Regions from separate parts of the Rattus norvegicus genome. Here region 2 is linked to region 1. Evidence: chromatin contacts called from public Hi-C data. All regions are on one chromosome and are shown on one strand. Each heading gives the region's core, a stretch centred on a gene start, on an enhancer-like site or on the middle of the called end of the contact. The rest is flanking DNA. Distances are from core to core; before and after follow the strand shown. Region 1 overlaps Lrch1 (leucine rich repeats and calponin homology domain containing 1). Region 2 holds the start of Lrch1 (leucine rich repeats and calponin homology domain containing 1).

Region 1 (2,899 bases), core at 139-2,638:
TCAGGTAAGACACCAGGCAGGCTGATGACCATGTAAATCCTTTACCATGGTAGAGATGCTCTTAACAAGAGATAATTTAAAGATTTATGTGCTTTCATATGCACGTGCGCGCGCGCGCGCACACACACACACACACACACACACACACACACACACACACACACAGAGACCCAGAAGAGGGCACCAGGTGACCTAGGTGTAGAAGTTAAGACTATTGTGGCTTCGGTGTGCTGGGAACAGAACTCAGGTTCTCCTCAAGAGTAGCAAGTGCTCTTAGTCAATAGGCCATCTCTCCAGGTCTAACAAAAAAAAAATATTTTAAAATTAACAAATCATGTTAAATCTAGCCAATCTCACACGTTTTCACAGTGGATCTCGGAGAACCAAGATAGCGCTGTTAAGAGAACTCCTAAGAATTCAGACAGCCACCCGTAACCTGGATCTCACTGGCCAAGGATTAATCGATGGGAATAGCTCCTTCCCACAGAGAAGGTTTCTACTGTAGGAAGAACTTTCTACTGTGACACTTAGAGAATCAGACGTAAGAGACAAACACAAGCTGAAATGTGACTTTCTTGGACTACCTCCATGACAGAAGCGAAACACGTCACTAGGGGTGGCACCCACTTATAATCCCAGCCCTGAGGACGCTGAGTATGTGACAAGACTGTCAACAAAACAAACAAAACAAAACCCAAGCAAGACCACCAAAGAACTCTCTAGTCAGCAGCAGGGCACTGCAGGGCTCAGACCACCGTGCGGCTTGGAGGGCAATTTCTACAGGTGAGATGGGCATTCGGAAGTCTACTTCTGGGGAAGTAAAGGACTCAGACAACCCCTTTCATTGAAGAATCAATCTCACTATGTCACAGAAGCTAGGCTTAATTAAAGCAGAGAAGCCCAGCATCTCAGGTTATAGTCCTTTAAATTAAATTATGACCTCTAAGAAAGAAAGAAAGAAAAAAAAGATCAGGACTGACTAAGCCTGGTTTGGAGGCAAATGACTGAGGAACATGGTGGGCTGCTGAGAACTAGTGTCTACCTCAGCCCCACAGCATGTGTCCAACAGCCACAGCTCCAGCCCTCAAAGTGATGCTAAGCATGAAGAAAGCCCCTGAGAGAACTGGGGTTTCCTGGGGTTATAATATGCTCTTATCGCTGAGAATTAAATCAGAAAACACCAAAGCAGGAGATCTGCAGAGGCTACACGCCCTCGTTCTTTTACAAAATACTCATAATGACTGAAAACATTTGCAAAACAGCTAATTCACTCAGAACTCATCTGAGGCAAATGCTGATTTAATTTCCCATTTAGGGGGTGGGAGGGATAACAACCAGCAGAGTCTAGAAACAAGCTTAGATTAAGTACAAGTATGTGACTGCAATTGCTAGTAAGGACTGACTCACTCTCCAAACAGGATGGGCTCTCCCTCACAGAAGAGAGACAGATGGGGCAGCAGGCCCAGTTTTCATAGAAAATCTGGATGTCTGCCTGTCTAAAAAATAAGTGATTCTTTTTTCCTTTGAGGCAGTCTCACTGTGTAGCTAGCCTGGAACTCACCATGTATGTTAGACAGGTCTGGGAACCACAGGGCTCGCCGCCTGCCTCTGCCTCTTGAGCCAACACTGCCAGCTAAAATGAATGCTCTTTTGCTATGAGTTAGCTTATATGCCATATATAAATATATATGTACTATATATAATGTATATATGTAGTATATATATGGACGGACTTTGGTCATATTTACTCCTCCAGTTAGTCCTCTTCCCTTCCTCCACTCAAAATGCCCACCTCATCTATTTCCACATTTATCATTATTATTAAATTATTATTATTACTACTACCTAGGTTCTGTGTACAGGACAAAGCATGCAACATCAGTCACTCTGAGTCTGGCTTATTTATGAAATGATGACCACCAGTTCCATCCATTTTCCTGCACAACATCATCAAGTTTTTCCACTCTTATCGATGAAGGCAAAGAGCATGGTGCAGACGGTGCACATTTTCCTCGCTGACTGTCTCTGATGGACACCTAGGCTAACTCCAAGCTTGCCCACTGCGGCCTACAGTGCTCCCGCTGGTGTATGGGTGTCTCTGTGGAATGCTGGTGTGGGTTCTTTCAAGTGTGTACCCAGGAACAGCAGAGCTGGGTCACTCAGACATTTTCCAGGCTTCTGAGGAGCTGCCATTCTGACTCTCAATGCTGTAAGCACCATTTCCACCCTCACTAGCATCTCTGCTCATTTCTTAATGCTGCGTTTCTCTTAATGGCAGCCCTCTGACAACGATGGTTTGGTTTTAGAAGTCCCTTGGTGGCTAAGAACAATGAACGTTTTTTCCAGGTATCGATTAGCCACTTGTACGTCTGAGAATGGCCTCCTCCTCCTCCACTCATTCGCCTATTCATGCATGGAACTTCTTACTCCTTTAGTGTTCTGCTGTCAGTCGAGTTCTTTCCATATTCTGGCTCTTAACCTCTGCTGGCTGAGCTGCTGCTTCCTTAGCCGTGAAGGACTCTACTCTGACAACGTCGGATTGGTCAGTTGTTGCTGTCAATCTGTGCCTGAAGACCAGGATGCAGCTCTGAACCAGTTCTCTGGCACCGTGCTTACCTGCATGCTATCGGGTTCTACACTGTGATGGACTAAATCTCCGGAACTAGAGGCAAGCCCCCAAGTAAATGCTTTCCCCTGTAAGAGTTGCCTTGGTCATGGTGCCTCTTTGCATCAATACAACAGTGCCTTACAACAGAAAGGAAACTAGGACAGAACCTGGTGCCAGAGAGAGGGAGTGCTATGATGGTCCCAACCATGAGGCTTTTAAGCCCTGGGCTGTTTTGAGGGAAGAAGGTTTTAAAGCTTTGGCTAGAAAAGCCATTGAGTGCTCAGAGTTCGA
Region 2 (2,899 bases), core at 280-2,779, 170 kb after region 1:
ATGAATTCGGAACTCCATCTAAATTTTCAATTGGCCTCCTGATAAATGTTTATGGAATTTAACTAGAAACCTGGCCTCCAAAAGCCACAACCGGCTCCCCCCTGCCCCGCCCCCTAATCTTCCTTTATAAGAAGCTGAAGGACCCTGATCTGAAAGTCAAGCAATTCAGAACCCTAAGAGACCTGATGCACGTCGGAAGAGGCAACGACAGCAGTGGCTCAAAAAAACGGGGCACCCACTGCCCCGGGAAATGCAAGGTGTTCGCCGGGGTACAAACGGTCCCGCAAAGAGCGGAACCGGATGGTCGGAAACTAAGTCAGATCTGCACGGATTCCCAAGGCCCCAACCCTCTTCCACCACCCTCCTTCCTGTTTATGGATTCACTCCCACAACTCTTGACTACTAAAGGAAAAGAAGACATCTCCGAAATATGTCAACACATGACACAACTTGAAGAAGCCGGCTGTTCTTTGGTGCGGGTTACAACTTGCCGGGCTCACACTGGCAAACAGGCTCACTTTAATTACTTTTCATTTACTACGCCACGCTTCCCCTCCAGGGCCCCCGCAAAGACCGGGTTAGTGAGAATCGGGGAGCCCCGGTGGAGGGAAAATGTGTGGGTGGGGAGCCAGACACCAGCCTCTTGCTCGCACAGGCGCAGAACCAAGGCTGGCACCGCCTCTCTGGCTGCAGCAAGCCACGGTCGCGCGGCGCGGCGCGGTGGTCGGGGCCGCGACACTACGAGGAGAGGACAGGGTTGGCCGAGGGCCGGCCACCTTTGTCTGGGCTTTCCCACCCACCGGGACGCAAAATGTTTCCATGTAGAGGTCCAGGATCTGGTTCGTGTTCCCGACTCGCTCGCGGTCGCCTGAGATCCCCCACTTCCCGCGCGCCAGGCACGGCTTCTGGGCGCATCCCTGCGCTCCTGCACCACGGTCGCAGGTCGCCGGGCCAAGCGGGCCACCGTGCCCGCTACAACCACCGCGCGCACATTGCAGAACCCTCTTCTGGCGAGCCAATCGAGCAACACACTCGGGCCCGGCGGAAAGGCGCGACAGCCCCACACACGCGTGGGCAGCCCCGGCCCTGTCTCACCTGCCTGAACCGTGTCCGAGAGGTCATGTCCCGGGGCTGCAGTCCTGGGAAATTCCTTCAGCTTCCTGGCGCTCAGGTTCAAGCCCCCAGAATTGGCTGCCTCCTCTAGCGCGCGCTCCAAACCACGGTTCAAGGGCAGGTTGAAGCCCGCGCTGCCCGTGCTTCCGTGGTGCTGGTGGTGCTGGTGGATATGCGGGTGCAGGGCGGTTACCGAGAGGGCGGGCGCGAAAGCTTGGGGTTCGCTTCCCGGCGTCGCCATCTTCTCCCGGTCCCCCGCCCCGCCGCTCCTGCGCGGGGTCACAGGTTTCCCCGGCGGCCCCGAGTCTCCGCAGCGCTCCCTCGAAAGCCGCGGGACTACGGGAGGGGCGGCGGGCGGCGCAGAGCTGGAGGCAGCACAGCTCGCTTGATCACCAACGTTTCCAGCGGGGGAAGCCGAGGGCGGCGACGGCGGCGGCAGCGGCAGCGGCGCGCCTGTGTCTGCTCGTGCCCGCGCCCCCGCCCGCTGCTGCTCCTCCTCCTCAGCTTCTCTGCGCTCCACCCCCTGAAGCTGGCTGGAACTGGATGCACATTCTGGGTGATTTTCACTCCGGCCCGACCTCTTGGGGTTTAACACACTGTGGGTCAGGGTATTTTGTCAGTTTGATTTTTGTCTTTTGGGTTTTGTTTTGTTTTGTTTTAAAGCCGTTTGTGAAAACGGGTAGAGGCAGGAGACCAGATTTGGAATACAAGGTCACAGTGAGAAGAGTGATTCTGGCTGATTGACCCAGAGTTACCCCCAAAAGGCAGTTTTTCCACTTGTGGATTTACCCTCACTGACGCCCCCTGGCATTTAGGTGCTTGCTGCACAAATTCTCTCATTGAATCCAGGAAGTCCGTGAGTGGAAAAATTGCTTCCTTCAGTTGAGAGAGGAAGTTAAACTGAGCCGAGATCACCCCTGCAAAAGTGATACGGAATTCGAACCCACAGCCCACAGTCACCAAAATTTTGCACCTTCACTGCAGACCACAGGGACCAGACTTAAATGCAAATAGACAAATCTAGAGGAAGGACTTTGACAAAGGGTGATTTTTATGATAAAATACATTGTCATGAGGGAAAATGAGTCCTAAATTATTACTCCAGGAGTTAAAACACCGAAGATCTAACAATCCAAAAGGTCACGTCTTAACCTAAGCTTAGGTGCTATGGAATTTTCAGCGTGCGCCTACTTCTTATCCACGTGGGGCATAGGAATTGAACTGATTGCAAACAAATGTTCTGCCATGGGGGTGACCTACAGTGGCCACTGAGCCAGGGTTTGCACACCAGGGAAGAGCCAGAGGACCTGTGTCACCTAAAGGCCACCCAGCTGGAAGACTGATAAAGCCCCACTCCCTTCCCACACCTTGACAGCCAACTCCCTGGGACCAAGCTTGATACAACTTTATCATGCATACAGTGATACATACCTGTGATAGTCTAGGCAGCCTCGTGGACCTAGTGACTTCATGATCTATGTCACTTGCATGGACTTCACTACAGGGCTACCCCTTAATTCCTGAGATTCCAGGCTGAGAGCAAATTCCCGGAAGAAACAGGCGCCACCTAGTGGTGTGATACTCTCTACCCCAACCCCATCCTGCTGGCTCCACTCCCTTCGAATCTCTCATGACTTTCATAAACTGCCTTAAGCTTAGTTTTTTCACCCTGCTCTGTAGACGGTCTCTTCGCTCTGTTGCTTCCTTTGTGGTGGAGAAGCATTTTTTTATTTCATTCAATCTTGCCTGTCAGTTCTTGCAAGTCATTTCCCGTGGGCTTAGGGCT

The links. A called contact is a pair of places that touch in the nucleus more often than the background predicts.
Region 2: a Hi-C map of prefrontal cortex shows a contact between it and region 1, with 1.9 times the contacts expected there. The contact joins the promoter of Lrch1 here to the enhancer-like site in region 1. A contact is called at or near these places in 8 of 12 Hi-C or Micro-C datasets (the Rat2 cell line, Schwann cells, frontal cortex and 4 more) and 1 of 1 datasets of contacts at active chromatin or transcription factors (oligodendrocytes).

Annotation. Positions count from the first base shown.
Region 1 is chr15:56,492,108-56,495,006 of GRCr8, forward strand. All of the region lies in intron 18 of Lrch1 (leucine rich repeats and calponin homology domain containing 1), which reads right to left. Among named protein-coding and RNA genes, the nearest start is that of Esd, 40 kb to the left of the region's middle. Within about 2 kb of position 1,389, at least 12 of the 93 cell types and tissues checked have an H3K27ac peak or open chromatin away from gene starts, as enhancers often do. A contact at or near this core is called in prefrontal cortex, where this site is marked.
Region 2 is chr15:56,657,571-56,660,469 of GRCr8, forward strand. It overlaps Lrch1 (leucine rich repeats and calponin homology domain containing 1), which reads right to left and starts at 1,530. Exons shown (of 19, transcript NM_001134727.1): 1 at 1,096-1,530. The coding sequence starts at 1,354.